2 separate regions of the Mus musculus genome follow, and region 2 is linked to region 1. A link is a contact called in public targeted proximity ligation data. All regions are on one chromosome and are shown on one strand. The core of a region is the stretch at or near the end of the contact, and the rest is flanking DNA. Distances in the headings are between cores, read along the strand shown.

The links.
Region 2: a contact with region 1 is called in a targeted proximity ligation map of memory CD8 T cells, with 2.1 times the contacts expected there. A contact is called at or near these places in 4 of 39 promoter capture datasets (the C10 cell line, the HPC-7 cell line, liver and 1 more), 11 of 484 Hi-C or Micro-C datasets (CD8 T cells, the MNK3 cell line, Th1 cells and 8 more), 9 of 130 datasets of targeted methods (CD8 T cells, the NIH/3T3 cell line, bone marrow-derived macrophages and 5 more) and 3 of 9 other capture datasets (adipose tissue, liver and pancreatic islet).

What each region holds. Positions count from the first base shown.
Region 1 is chr19:18,667,382-18,674,706 of GRCm38.p6, forward strand. It overlaps Carnmt1 (carnosine N-methyltransferase 1), which reads left to right and starts at 3,378. Exons shown (of 8, transcript NM_026120.5): 1 at 3,378-3,821. The coding sequence starts at 3,619.
Region 2 is chr19:18,579,417-18,586,956 of GRCm38.p6, forward strand. It overlaps Ostf1 (osteoclast stimulating factor 1), which reads right to left. Exons shown (of 10, transcript NM_017375.3): 8 at 7,131-7,209; 9 at 5,226-5,327; 10 at 948-1,912. The coding sequence ends at 1,854. Among named protein-coding and RNA genes, the nearest start is that of Ostf1, 49 kb to the right of the region's middle.

The DNA.
Region 1 (7,325 bases), core at 2,128-4,627:
AGATTCCCACAGGGGAAAATTATTGCAAAAAGGTTAGGTCAAGGTAGTCTTACGGACAATACTTTTAAAGAAAGTAAAGAAAGAAAGAAAGAAAAAAAAAACCCACGATGTATTCTAAAAGGCTCTGAAAAGAGACAAGAAAACCTATTTACTGGGGTCACAGGTCCAGCCTGTCTTACTCGATTTCATTCATTTATCCCAGTGACACTGGAAGAAAGATATTGTGTCCATTCTACAAATAAGTCAAAGTCACTTTCCCAACAAGTAGTAGAATTGTTAAGTGGCAACAGGAAAAGGAGAAACCCTACTTCCAGTGGCTCCCAGTGGCCTTCAGCTCAGAAGTGTCAAAAGCAGAAGACAGCACATTCCCGAAAGAGGCAGAAAGACAGGAAGCAGGAGAAGAAGGTCACCCTTGTGGCTCATGTGTCCAAGGCAGGAAAATTGATTTGTCTGAATCTGCTCCTTTACTTGATAAAGAAAATAAAGAATGGAGGAAATAAAATAGTGGGGGGGACTATTGAAGAAAATGTAAATGGTGTTAGATTGCATCGTAATCTAATATAAGCACAGTCAGAGTCCATAGGAGGACTAACAAATGTACGTGTGCATCTTGAGTAGGTAGGACAGTGCCAGAAACTTGCTGCTATGGCCCCATGCTAACCATAGGTTTCCTCATGTGCAAACAGCTGCTGGGTTTATGTTGCGGATAGCACTGGGGTTAATTGTATTTGATGTTAATTCTGTTCTCCTGTGGGGGGGGGCTGCAGATAAGGAATGAGTCAGCACTCAGGTGATTTCCTGTAAACCTGCTTCCCACCTTAATTTATAAATAAAGACTAGAGCCAGTGATTGGGCAGAGAAAGAGGGGAAGATGGAGCTGAAGGTTTTGGAAGAAAGAGAGGGGGCTGAGGGACAGAGGAGGACAGAGGAGGAGGAAGAAGAAGAAAAAGTGGAGCAGACGCACCTGGCCTGGAGAAACCGCAAGTTCTAAGGGGGCTCGATGATGTGGAAGATGGTAGTGTAGCAGGAGATCTGCCCGTCCTAAGCACACAGCATATATTCATATTAACTAAGTCGTGTTTTCATTGCCCGGGTTTATTTAGGTTAGAGATTTACTGAAACATGCTTACACCTGAACGCCTTGACAACACAGATCCTTAAAGGCTGCACTATTAACAGAGTGTAGCAATTCTTTCCATAAAGAATTTCAAAATGTTTGATACATTCCCAAGGATGTTAAAAACTGGGTAAGTGATTGTTGTAACCCATGACATTCTGAACTGTGTCAATTAGGCCATTCTGGCCTGTGTCATAGTATGATATTGTATGTGTGTGTAAGCAGAACTAGTAATGGCTAAAACTATAAGGATTTACACATAATTTCCAAACATTAGTGAAGAAAAATGGGAATTAGAAAATCTGGAAGAACAAATGAAGTGGGGTGGATTGTGTCTGGATATGAAGTATAGGTGACTAGGAACAGGATAAAGAGATTACATTTGTACTCCTTTGCTTTCTTCATTAGATGTTTGAACTATGTTAGTTTGTCAGTCTTAAATCACTGAGGGAGTGGTATAAGTCTTTTTTTTTTTTTTTTTTTTTTTTTTTTGGTTTTTCAAGACAGGGTTTCTCTGTATAGCCCTGTCTGTCCTGGAACTCACTTTGTAGACCACGATGGCCTCGAACTCAGAAATCCACCTGCCTCTGCCTCCCGAGTGCTGGGATTAAAGACCTGCGCCACCACGCCCGGGTGGTACAAGTCTTTAATCCCAGCACTCAGGAGACAGGAGCAGGTGGATCTCTGACTTTTTTGTCTGTTGTTTTTGTTTGGTTTTTCAAGACAGGATTTCTTTGTGTTGTCTTGGCTGCCCTGGAACTAGCTCTGTAGACTATGCTGGCCTTGAGCATACAGAGAGCTGCCTGCCTCTGCCTTCCCAAAATGCTGGGATTAAAGGTGAGCCATTACTGTCTGATGGGATCTCTTGAGTTTTAGGCCAGCCAGGAGTACATAGTGAGATTCTACACCTTCCCCCCCCCCCCCCCCCCCCCCGCCACACACACAGAGGGCGGGGGAGGGGGGGGAGAGAGAGAGAGACTGAAACACCATCCTCTAATTCCTCTGTTGGCACAGAGTGCTACCAGTCTCAGGTTTATGAGAGCATCTGTATGTATCCACTTTGACAAGACTGGAGTCCAGATGGGCAATCCCTGCTGAGGGCTCTACTTCCTGGGACATGGTATCCAGTTTTATGACAAGATACCAAGTGACAGGGCCATTGTTGAGAAGACCCTATTCACCTTATTTGGGGAGACAGGCACTGGCAAGAGGCAAGGGCTCAGAGCAGTGTTTGTAGAATTGGAACTCAGTCACGGATGAAGATCACACTAACGCCTACTGTCAGTTCTTCTGTTGTGAGGTGTCCACCAGAGAGGACTGTTCAGACATGGGTTTAAGCCAATGGAAAGCTCGATTAGCCGGCCATTGACGACACCGGATGTTCGGGATCCCAGTGTAGCAGTGAGCCTCTTGCAGGATGACCTTTATACACAAAAATTATGTTTTGGGTTGACACACTAAAGTTAGCAAGAACAGGTAGCCAGAAGCAGACGTCCAAGAGCTAAAAAGCAAGTACATTTACAGACTTCCCCGGAGCTATGGACTTTGATGGATTCAGCCTTTGTTTTACTTTGGCAGTGGTGCTGTCTGTGTGCTGAGTTTTACAGCCTTAACGGCACTTCATCATAGATTCAGGTGAGCTAAGGTCTCAGGGCCTTCTAAGATCTGGGGCTCTGCTACATTTCTATCTCGAGTAGCTCATCACAGGCGAGGAAGATGCTATGCTGCCAGTAACTATTCCCATAGCCATGACATCCTGAGCAAGGAGGTCACTGATGTCATTGTGGAGTGAATTTACAAGACGAGCGACCAGCTCACAAACCTTCAGGGCTTGCTTCTCAGTTTTCTGAAGGTTTGATTGGAAACACTGACTCTGGTTCATCTCCCAGCTAATGGAATGTCTTCTGATTCTGCAACTTGGACTTTTCCCTGAAGCACTCTTAATTGTGCCTTCATGGGTGCTTAAAGGGAATCCACTTAGAAAACGAGTTTCAAGGGCTAACTTAAGACCTTGCCTTTTTGAGTTTCTAAAGTTAAAACATTCAAAATCAATTCCTGAAAACCCACTTTTTCTTTCTCTTGCCCTTCCTTTCCAGCCTCAGAGCCCGTCCCACTCCAGCGGGCCAGATTCGTGGCCCCGCCCACTGGCTCTCATTGGTGCCTGCTGCTCTAGCACCGCCCCCAGCAAAGGAGCTCCTCCTCCAGCTGGCCCTAGACCCCGCCCTCTAAGCGTATTCGGACGTCAGCGCGTCGTAGCGGAAGCCCGGCAGCGAATGAACGCGGGCGGCCGCGGCCTTAGCCTGGTCGTCGGCGCGTGCGCGGGTCCCGAAACCCTGGCGGAGCGCAGCGCGAATGGAGGCCTGAGGGCGGCGGGGGCGGGGCGTGCCGCGAGCGGGGGCCTCGGCCGCGGCCGGCGCCGTCTAGAGGAGGCCCGGCCGTTCGCCACCACGCACTCGGGAGCCGGGAAGCGCAGGCGGGTCACGCCGTGGGCCGCGGCGGCGATGCAGCGACGACAGCGCGCTCCGCCCGCGTCTCAACCGGCCCAGGACGGCGGGCGAAGCGAGGACGTGGAGGTGCAGTTCTCCGCCGGGCGTTTGGGCTCGGCCGCGCCTGCGGGGCCCCCGGCGCGCGGCACCGCCGAGGACGAGGAGCGGCTGGAGCGCGAGCACTTCTGGAAGGTCATCAACGCGTTCCGCTACTACGGGTAAGGCGCGCCCGCCCGCCCGCACGCCGCAGTCTCGGGGCCCGCCTCGTGGCTGGTTCGCGGAGCCCGCGGTCACCTGCGCGCGGGCGGTCCCGTGGGGCTGCCTCCCACCTCACCCGGAGCCGCCGGAGCGAGTGTGCACTTTTTGTAGAGAACTGAACGGTGCTGCCGAGTGGCTCTGACCGGATGGTGGAGGGAGGAAGAGATCCCGGAGTTGCAAAATGTGCATCTTGGTAAGGAAAAAAGAGAGCGGGCACCGGAGCCGGCTTTATGTTCTTGTGGTCTGCGAGTAAGTACGGAATTCCTCTCGTGGGCTAGGCATGGTTGTGGGACTCTTCTGTAGGCTCTCCATTCGTATCGCAGCTTCCTAACTTCTACATATGGTCTGGATAGGTGTTCAGATAGCCCAATGAGAATGCCCAAGTACAGATCTGTTCGCGTCTTCGTGCACCCGGGGTTTTGGGCAAGGAGAGTTAGTACATTTATATCCGTAAGCGACACAGTCCACTGTGTTCTGAACCTGTGGTTAGAACCAGAGAGATGAGCGTGACCTCGTGTGCGGATCAAACCAACCTAGGTGGTACTCTGTTGCTATTTGTATTACAGTTGTTTATATATGTAACTCTTTGCCCAGGTCTGACTCCCATCGAGGGCAAGGACGAACCTTACTTTTATGGCACTGTGTTTGGCAATGCTGTTGAAGCTCTATTTTAAAAATAAAACATAGTGGCAAAAGAGGACACTCCCCCAACAGCCCTAATCAGTCTTGCGCGGTGGTTCTATTACTTTGTTACTGTTTTGAATTGAACAGTTATTTAGGATCTGATGGTTACAGAGTGTCAGGTATGGCAGGTGTGTGGAACCCAAGGCCTCAAGCTCTCAAGTTCTAGGCTCACAGGCAGTTCTTGAGTCAAAGACTTCGATGAAATAATTTCCTAATTGAACTCAGAAGTAGAGGGTATTTTCTGATAGTGCCACATTTTACTGTTGCAAAACATAGATTCTGGGAAACACCTTGGCATATAGTAGTAGGCTCGGTTAAACATATGTAATTATATTCAGTTTTAATATATTTGGAGCCTGAGATTCTATTATTAGTTATTGGATGGGCCATTGGTCTAGGGTAGAGGCCGTTTGACCTGGTCTTGAGTACTGCAGTATAGAAAAGGCTGCTTGCTGTGTGCATTTTCTAATTGTGACATGGTTCCCTGTGCTTTCGTCTCTCTCTACCCATTGAATATGAGATTGGGGGACTTTTCACCAAAATTTTTCTTTACTTATATAATGTCTCTGAGAAACACGCCAAATCTCTGGAAAAAGTAGTGTAGCCTATATGGCAAGCATTATGTTGCTTTCCAGCATTTTTGATAGTCTGGCTTTGAAGTGTCTCTACTGCAGACACTAGTCACGTTTAAACATAAATTAAACGAAAGTTAGAATTGAATTGCACAGCCTCACTAGCATGTTTAAAGTGCTCCACCTGTTGCTAGTGTGTCATATTGGAGTGTGTGGACAGAAGTCCTTTCATCACATGAAAGCCTGCCAGCCCTGTTCTGGACTCCTAGCACATTTTATAGGGCTTACTTTTACCACTAAATGTTACAGTGAACTGAAGACTGTAAAGATCATAGGGGGAGAAATGCCTTTTGGCTCCTGAGGGGGTACCAAAGCCATCCTTTAAAAGCAGGGTGCCATCCAAGTTTCTTTCTTTTGCCAAGGATAAAGTTCTTAGGCAGTGAAGTCTTTATAGATGTTCACCTCCATACACATGAGCATAATATAAGCAAAAGGGCTTGGATGGCCGCTCTACAAGGAGGTTACAAATGATCAGACAGCTAGTGGGCTGTAGCTTATAGTTGCGATAATAGTAGAGTTAGCTCCAATTCTAGCATTGTAAGAGACTATGCTTTCAGTTCTGGGGAAATGCCCACCCGTCACTATCTTTTGTTAGTTTGTTTTCTTTGTTGTGTGGTTCTAGAGTGCACTTAAGCACATGCTGTACCACACCCTGCCCAAACCCTTTAAGAGTTTCCCAGTGTGTCTTGTTTCTGGCAGCTTTGGAGACCACAGATCCCTGGGGGTTAAGGAATGTGCCTCCCCTCCCTCACCCAGCGACCCACCTATCAGCTGTACCAGCAAATACAGCTTCACCAGCCCCACTCCCCTGCCGCCAGGATGGCACTTGGTCTCTTTGAACAACAAAAGCAGAAGCATGCCTAGCATTGTTTCTTGTTCTTATTGAAACGCAGAGATTTGAAAAGGGTAAAGGATGAAGTTGTGCCCAGGAGAATTGCTGGCTGGGCAGGGGAGGGTTGGGAGACCTTAGGTGAAGGCTGCATGCGTCTATAGCAGTATTCCTAGGTCACACCTCTCTAGTGCTTTTTAGCCATAATGGGGCTTGTCCACCGCGGGGCTGAGAAGGGTCATTTGGAGATGATAGCTCTCTGGTGTCAGTATTAGCTGTTTAGGAAGGGGATGCATGTTACTGAAAGTCTGTTTGAGGTTCAGTGAGAAGATTGTAGAGCAGCCATTGCCTAGGAACACTAGGAAGAAAGCTCTGTAATAAGACTGAGCTGCTCACAGTGAGCTTTAAACACTTGCCACTCCGCTGTTCGCCTAACTTTACTAAGCAAACTTTAGAACTAAATATAAATTGGTTAAAAAAAAAAAAAAACTTCCAAAAATCGTTTTGTATTTATCCTTTCAAGCCCAATAATACGACTTTTGAAAATTTGTGCCCCCTCTCCTTTTTTCTAATATATGCCCTCAGTCATTTATGTGTAAGGAATAAAGGCTATATATATTTGGCTCATGGTGTTAAAGGGTAGGAAGTTGAAGGCTGTGGAGCACATTTGGTGAAGTTCTTACTAGTGGAGAAAGTCCATGGAGTCTTTTTTTTTTCCCTTGGAGTCTTGAGGTGGTGTAAGACATCACGTGGTAGAGGACTTGTGCCTCCTTCCGGTTTTTTGTTTTTGTTTGTGTTTGTGTTTTCAAGGCCACAATCCCACCAGGTTAGGGTGCTGCCTTTCAGGTACCATTTCACTTTTAATATTTCCCGAAAGCCCTACCTTCAGAGACCATCATTGACTTAACATTTCTACCTACTTTATACCGCACAATAAGGATTAAGGTTTTTTTTTAACATTTATTTATTATTATATCTAAGTACACTGTAGCTGTCTTTAAACACACCAGAAGAGGGCATCAGATCTCATTACAGATGGTTGTAAGCCACTATGTGGTTTCTGGGATTTGAACTCAGGACCTTCAGAAGAGCAGTCGGTGCTCTTAACCACTGAGCCATCTCTCCAGCACCAGGATTAAATTTTAATGTGCATTTTTGTGGCCTCTTTCAAACCATAGCAAATACAGATTGTGAATGCAGAAAAGTGCACTACTCAGTGCACTGCAGTTAGGAAATGCCTTAGTAAATTTTGGTTGCATAAAGTAGAATGTTAACAATCATTTTATTCTTTTTATTTATTTATTTATTTTAGAGAGCAT
Region 2 (7,540 bases), core at 2,420-4,919, 88 kb before region 1:
CCCATACCTCCTCCCCAACCCATCCCATCTCCACGTGGATGCCCCCACCACCCCATCCCACCTGACCTCTAAACTCCCTGGGGCCTCCAGTCTCTTGAGGGTTAGATGCATCATCTCTGAATGAACACAGACCTTGAAGTCCTCTACTGTATGTGTGTTAGGGGCCTCATATCAGCTGGTGTATGCTGTCTGTTTGGTGGTCTAGTGTTTGAAAGATCTCGGGGTCCAGATTAAGACTGTTGGTCCTCCTGCATAATCGCCCTTCTCAGCTTCTTTCAGCCTTCCCTAATTCAACAAGGGTCAGCTGCTTCTGTCCATTGGTTGGGTTCAAACATCTGCATCTGACTCTTTCAGCTACTTGTTGGGTCTATAAGGGGGCTGGGGGGACCCCACCCCCACCCCCAGAATGCACCAGAGACCTGGGAGGTAAAAGACTCCTAAGACTCATAGGGAGGGACCCTTGATGAAATACCCGACAGTAAGGAGTGGGAACTTATAGAGCCCACCTCCAGCAGAAAGATAGGGCATCAAGTGAGCCATGGGGTTGTCATCCCACAGTCACACCTCTGACCCATAACTGTTTCTGTCTGAAAGAACTGCAGGGATAGAAATGGAAAGGAGCCTGAGGGAAAGAAGGTCTAGCAACAGGCCCAAAGTGAGTTCCAGCTCAAGGGGAGGTCCCAAGGCTATTTCCTGAGGCTATGGAGGGCTCACAAAAAGGGACCTAGCATGACTGCCCTCCAAAAGACCCAACAAATTAGAACTTTTAATGAAGTATCACACCAAGGCTTCCTGTATAGCCTGACTCAGCAAAGGAATCCAAACCCTTGTGAGGCAGACACGCGTTCTGAGAAAACATGTTATCTGAGAGAGTCAAGTTCATGCTTCCTAACAACGTCGCCCTGGAAATTACGGCAGCTTTCACAAAGAAACAGTCATGGTTTTCTAAGCTTCCACACTTTAATCAAACTGAAATGAGGTCACTGAGGTTCTACAGTCTAGGTACTACCCTGAATATAATTCTGAGTATATCGTAATTGTTAAAGTGTTATCTTTTCTTAGATATGCAATTGTGTTCTGTGTTGAACTGTGAGCCAGGCGGTGGTGGCCCACGCCTTTAAACCCAGCACTTGGGAGGCAGAGGCAGGTGGATTTCTGAGTTCGAGGCCAGCCTGGTCTACAGAGTGAGTTCCAGGACAGCCAGGGCTACACAGAGAAACATTGTCTCGGAAAAAAAACAAAACAAAACTAGGAAGCTGTGAGAGGAACACAGCATTGTGATTCTTCTGTGCTAATCAATATCAAATGTGATCTAAAAGTAACATCGAATCGGTTCTTACCTGAGTATAGAAAGCTTTATTTACCAGCAATGAGTGATAGCACAAAAACAGATAATAAAATCTCTTTAAATGTTTATTTTTGTCAGAAGAGCTGACAATTTTCTGTTGAGAGTTTTGGTCTATTGTTATAATAACCATTTCCCCCTTGAAAAACCCACTCAAAACATCTCATTCCTTGAGGTAAAGAACTTAAAAAAATGATTTTTTTTAAAAGAAAAAAAACTATTACAATTCCTTTAGCTTGATAAATAGAAATAATTTTTTTTCGTTTATTTTACCCTGGTGAGCATATATGTATTTTATACAACAAAGTATCTCTTCACTTATTGGCAAGGCGTGGGTGAGAATGACCCACCCTCACAACGACTCCTCACAGATCACAGTGCAGCAGTGTCGCGCTCATACAGACTTTAAAAGCAACAGTTATCAATACTCTTCTGGCAAACAACCCAGGCTCCGGAATGGCAAAAGCAAAAGAAGTTTAGGCAACAATCAAAGCGGCCCCGGGGGGAATCAGTCTGAGTCTTCGTCATCGAGGTAGTCCTCGGCGTTGCTTAACGTTCGAGCCCCATCTAAGGAGAAGACAGGAAGGAAGAAAATTACAAACAAAGGATTTACACACGGTTGAGACTGTTGTGCACCATCGGTGCTTTTGGTGATTGAAAACACGATCCTCTTCTCTCCAGCAGCAGAGCAAGATGCCCAAAGGGAAGAAGGCCAGGGGAAAGAAGGTGGCCCCGGACCCCGCCGTCGTCAAGAAGCAGGAGACCAAGAAGGTGGTCAACCCTCTGTTCGAGAAGAGGCCTAAGAACTTCGGCATTGGACAGGACATCCAGCCCAAAAGACATCTATCGCACTTTGTCAAATGGGCCCGCTACATCAGGCTGCAGCGGCAAAGAGCCATCCTCTACAAGCGGCTCAAAGTCCCTCCTGCCATTAACCAGTTCACCCAGGCCCTGGACAGGCAGACAGCTACTCAGCTGCTTAAGCTTGCCCACAAGTACAGGCCAGAGACAAAGCAAGAGAAGAAGCAAAGGCTACTGGCCCGTGCTGAGAAGAAAGCTGCTGGCAAAGGGGACATCCCAACTAAGAGACCACCTGTCCTCCAAGCAGGAGTCAATACAGTCACCACCTTGGTGGAGAACAAGAAGGCTCAGCTGGTGACCACATTGAGCTGGTGGTTTTCCTACCTGCCTGTGTCGAAAGATGGGGGTGCCCTACTGCATCATCAAGGGAAAGGCCAGGCTGGGGCACCTGGTCCACAGGAAGACATGCACCACAGTTGCTTTCACACAGGTTAACTCGGAAGACAAGGGTGCTCTGGCTAAGCTGGTGGAAGCCATTAGGACCAATTATAATGACAGATATGACGAGATCTGTCACCACTGGGGAGGCAATGTCCTGGGTCCTAAGTCTGTGGCTCGCATTGCCAAGCTGGAAAACGCAAAGGCTAAAGAACTTGCCACTAAATTGGGTTAAATGTACACTAAGTTTTCTATACCTAAATATAATTACAAAATTAAAAAAAGAAAAAAAAGAAAGAAAGGAACCACAATCCTCCCTGATCCAGGGATTATGCGCTCTCTGTGACCCTTCCCATCACTACTTTCCAACCTGCAGAGCCTCACTGCGAGGGGCTGCCAAGTCGCTGGCAATGTCCAACCCCACCTGTCCAACCCCAGCACAAAGCCACCAGCCACAGGCACCGCGGCCAACACGGAGTATCAGCAGCCACTCCATGTCAGTCAGCGCACAGCCTGTGCGGTCCCTGAAGGCAGGACACAGAAAGGTGAGCAATGAGGGAGAGGGGGTGAGGATACAGATGCTTCCGTTTCATTTCAGGAAAAAGTAACTTTAAGAAGTAGCAAGAGGCTGAAATTTAGAAAAAATTAAAAAATCAATGAAAATCTGGACTCTATCAAATGCTAACTAAAACAATCTTGCACAGGGGTCAAAGGGAAGATGGCTAATCTAACTGCTGCCTCTTCGGCTGTGTTCATCAAATTCTTACAGTAACAAATTTCCTGAGAAGGAAAATGTAATTCGAGAGCAAACACTGTTAGAATTCAATTGATGGCAGCCAAATCCAGGTCTCTCACTAGCAGAGCCCAGACTTCCCTGGAAATATGACCTGCTCTGTCTGGGGACCATACGAAGATGGACCTAGAACCCTATCAAGCTAGAAAGCAAAGATCCTATTGCAGACAACTTGCTGGTCAGGACCAAGCACGAGAGACAGAGAACGAGAACCTTTAGCACGTAAGGAACCTTACAGTGCAGTAGAGTCTCCTTGAAGGCTGGAGTCTAGCAACAGGAAGTCAGTGGCAAAGAAAGGAAGTTAGGCCACAGCCTTCCTTCCTCACCCAACTGGACAGGACGGACTGGGAGGTCAACCTCAAGCAAAAGCCACCCACCCACTAACAAACATGGTTTCTACTTTTTGTCCCACGCAGTGTCTGGGCAGCACCAGCTAAGCTAACAAACACTTTGTCATTCCCTCCAGAGCTCACATCAATAAATGACTGTCTTTAGAGAAACACCAGTTCTTCTGATGAGTATTAACCATGGTTAAAGCACCAAGCTCCAGGCTGGTTTCCACTGTGGGTGAACTGAAGTGGAAGGCAATACAAAGGGGCAGCGGGCTCATGGGCAGGCTTATGTATGATGGGACTTAGCAATGGGCAAGGAGGATAATTTAGGAGGTTCTCCTAAACCCCAAAGACAAGGAGAACGCTTACTGTTTCTCAGGCTCAGGCAGGGGACTAAACTCGGGGTTTTGACACAGGCCAGGGAATAAGGATGACTGGGTGGGAGGGAGAAAGGCACAGTGATGGAGAGAGAGAAAGGTGAGGTGAATGTGACCGAGAAGGTAAAGCACACAGTCACAGGACAGCAGCGAGGGCAGCAAAGAGCTGGCCTCTGTGTAGGGACACATGGCTTGCATTTTAAACCCTGTGGTGGTCCGAATGAGAATCATATCCCCCAACCCTCACATCACCCAACCCACATGATGAATGGCTAATACACTGTGTGCTTGGTTGCTGCTTGCAAAGTATTAGGAGGTGTGCCCTTCTTGGAAGAGGTGTGTTGCTGGCTGTGGGCACTGCGGTTTCAAAAGCCTATGCTAGGCTGAGTCTGTGTCTGTCTGTATGTACATATGTCTATTTGTCTGTCTTTCTCTCTCTGCTTACTGTAGAATAGGACTCAAAGCTCCCGGCTACATCTCTAGCACCACGTTTTCCTGCCTGTGACTATGTTCCCTGCCAACATAATCATGATCATGGACTCTTCTGAAACTGTAAGAAGCCCCCCAATTAAATGTTTTCTTTTTTTTTATAACAGAGAATTTTTTTATAACACAGAACAACAAAGACAATCCCTTTCTTTCTTTTGAAACAACCACCATGTAAAACCTTCATTCCGTTCACATTTATCTTCCCACATCTGTATTTTAATCTTGAAGAATTTGTACCTCATTTCTAAACTTGAAGAACCATTCACAATATTGTGAATAGATTCCAGTCTTTGGCAAAGCCTAGAAAAACTTCAGGTGTGGTTGATTGCTATGTTCATTAAGTCTAAAGCTCAAGGTAATCATGGAGTGGTGAGTTTTAGTTACATCTACCTTCGGTCACTCACAGAGCCATGCTGCCATGCTGGAAAGCATACCATTATTAGCAAAGAGCAAAGGAAATGACGACATGAAAGGCTCCATCTGACTTCAGATGGGTTTGCTTGATACTATCGTTTTACTTTAGATCTGATTTAGACCAATGGTATATATTCAAAATTGAGAATCATTTATCATATGGGGGGAAACTCGCCCTTTGCAGTAAAACCTTGCAAAGTCTTGATCATAAGCACAAGAAGGATTTAAGACAATACCTGTTCCCTGCTGCTTCTTCTTCAGGAGCGATGCACAGGCAGCGTTGGTGGCCATGTCCAAGGCCAGCTTCTTCTCATTGTTTCTCAAGTCTGTCCTCGCACCTTCCCAACACAGGAAACAGAAGTCACGTGTCTGCAGAACAGCACCCAGCAGCTGGTCCTCTGTCGTGAGCTGATCACTTTGGCAAAGCTACCGGAGAACAATTCTGGCCCAGAAGGAATGTGGCTGGCATGGTTCCTCAGAGAGCCTGCTGCTCCATTCAACCTGCTCTTCCCTTCCAGGCACCAGGGACTGCACATGGTGAGCCCATTACCAGGCCCTAGGTAAGTCCTAAGATTTAGGAAGCCACAGCCACAACGCCATGCATTAGGTGGCTTTCAGCAGGAGGCTTTGGGGCTTCAACCAAACACATCCTTTGCCTCTTCCTCAGCTCAAGGGCCATTAGAAAAGACCATTGGGTTGGATGCCAAGGGATTAATATTTTATATCTGCAGGTGCCCTCGTATGCAAATCAGCATATGGCAAAACAATACCACTCACAGGCAACTCATTGTTCCCCAAATCATTGTCCCCGTAAGCCCTCTTCCATTCATTTTTCCCTTGTCTTTGTGCTAAAACTTACATCAGAACCCATGGAGACATTTGCATTGTTGAAGAACAAAACAATACAGACGTGTATTCCACAATGCTGTTCTACCCTCTTGAACTAAGCTCTTCCTTCAGAGGTGACCACTCTCAGAGGGGGCCAGAGCTGTCTCATGTTGACAATGATCTGCACACATATGAACACATGCACAACCTCAAACCAGCTGTGTCGCTCTGCCATTTCATTTCAAAATTACACCTGTTTGCATGCATGTGGGCACCTGCATCATACTGCACACAAGAAGGCCAGAGCTGGTCCTCGTTCCACTGTGTGGGTCCTAGGGACTGAACTCAAGTCCTCGGGCCCTCAGGCTGGCAGCAGCACCTTTACCTGCTCCGCCATCTCGCCTGCCTTATAACTTCATTTGTAACTTTACAGTACTTAATTAACGGTGCACTTGTTCACAGGTTTACCCAGAGTTCACTAGAGTGGTATCGAGGGCTACTGTCCGACTGTCTGTCAGGAAGGCTCTACAAGCATGCACCAGCTATCACTAGGTTTCTACTATTTATGCAGTACAAAATATCAAGTATGGCTCAGCAACATACAGCTTGTGGCTGCCACATCACCCACGTAGCCTTCAGCATGGCCCGCAGACAAAACCAACAGCCCTCATAGTAAGTAATGGTTTAGACGAGGGGTTTACAGCACCGTCACACTTACACCAAAACAACCTGCTCATAAATTCCACAACACGGCCCCCAGTGTTCCTAAAGATAGAATCTATAACTGTGGCTTACAGAAAGGCTCCACGGTATTGGCCTCTGGGCCAAGCATCTAAGTGAGAGCAAGCCAGCCCTCTGTAAGAGTAGTTAATATTTATAGCACGAGCAGAGAAATGGATGGACAGCCCCTAAGTTAGCTGGCTGCTGTGAATCGAATGTAAGAAAGAGATGAGCCTCAGCACTGGCTCGGTCAGGCAGCAGCAGCCACAGCATTTCTTCCTTGTCTATTAAGACTCCCAAGCAAGCAGGAGCCTGACCAACTTCACAGCAACCTTCTCAGGACATGGCACCCTAAAGCCCTACAGTCCTGCAGATATGCACAGGAAGTTCTTTCTAAACGCAGTACATTTTTACGATTTTTTAAAAGTTTATCAACATCTTAACTCAAAGTAAAAAAGAATCATAAATGTGCCTCCAATTAGTTCGTTTTAATGGAGGGAGACTTCGTATTCCTGCTATTTCAAATGGCCTGCTTCATTAGGAGCTAGTTTTCAAGCCAAGCAAAGACCAGGAAAATTCAGTAAAAACTTTACCTTTTGCCAGTAGCAACTGGACAATGTCTGCATAACCCTTCCAGGCAGCCGCGTGCAGAGCTGTGTCTCCCAGCTTATTCTACCGTGAAAGAAAGGGAAAATCGTGTATTAAAAATACAAAATGGACCGGGTGGAGGTGGTAGCATAAGGTTAATCCACGTAAATCTAAATTAAGAGAAAAGCTACAGAACCACATGGGATTCTATGGGGAAGAGGAACTCAACGAGAGCTGCTCTGGGAGAGATGGAGGAGGAGCAAAACTAGCTCGGTGAGACAGGCTGAGACATGGCCTCCTGCAGAGGAACACTCCAGCAGGAAATGCAGAGACCCAGCAACCATCAGGAACTGAAGACTCCTAGAGGCACTGGGCAAGAAGGAGGCACGGAGTGGAAACAGGAGAGGCCAAATGG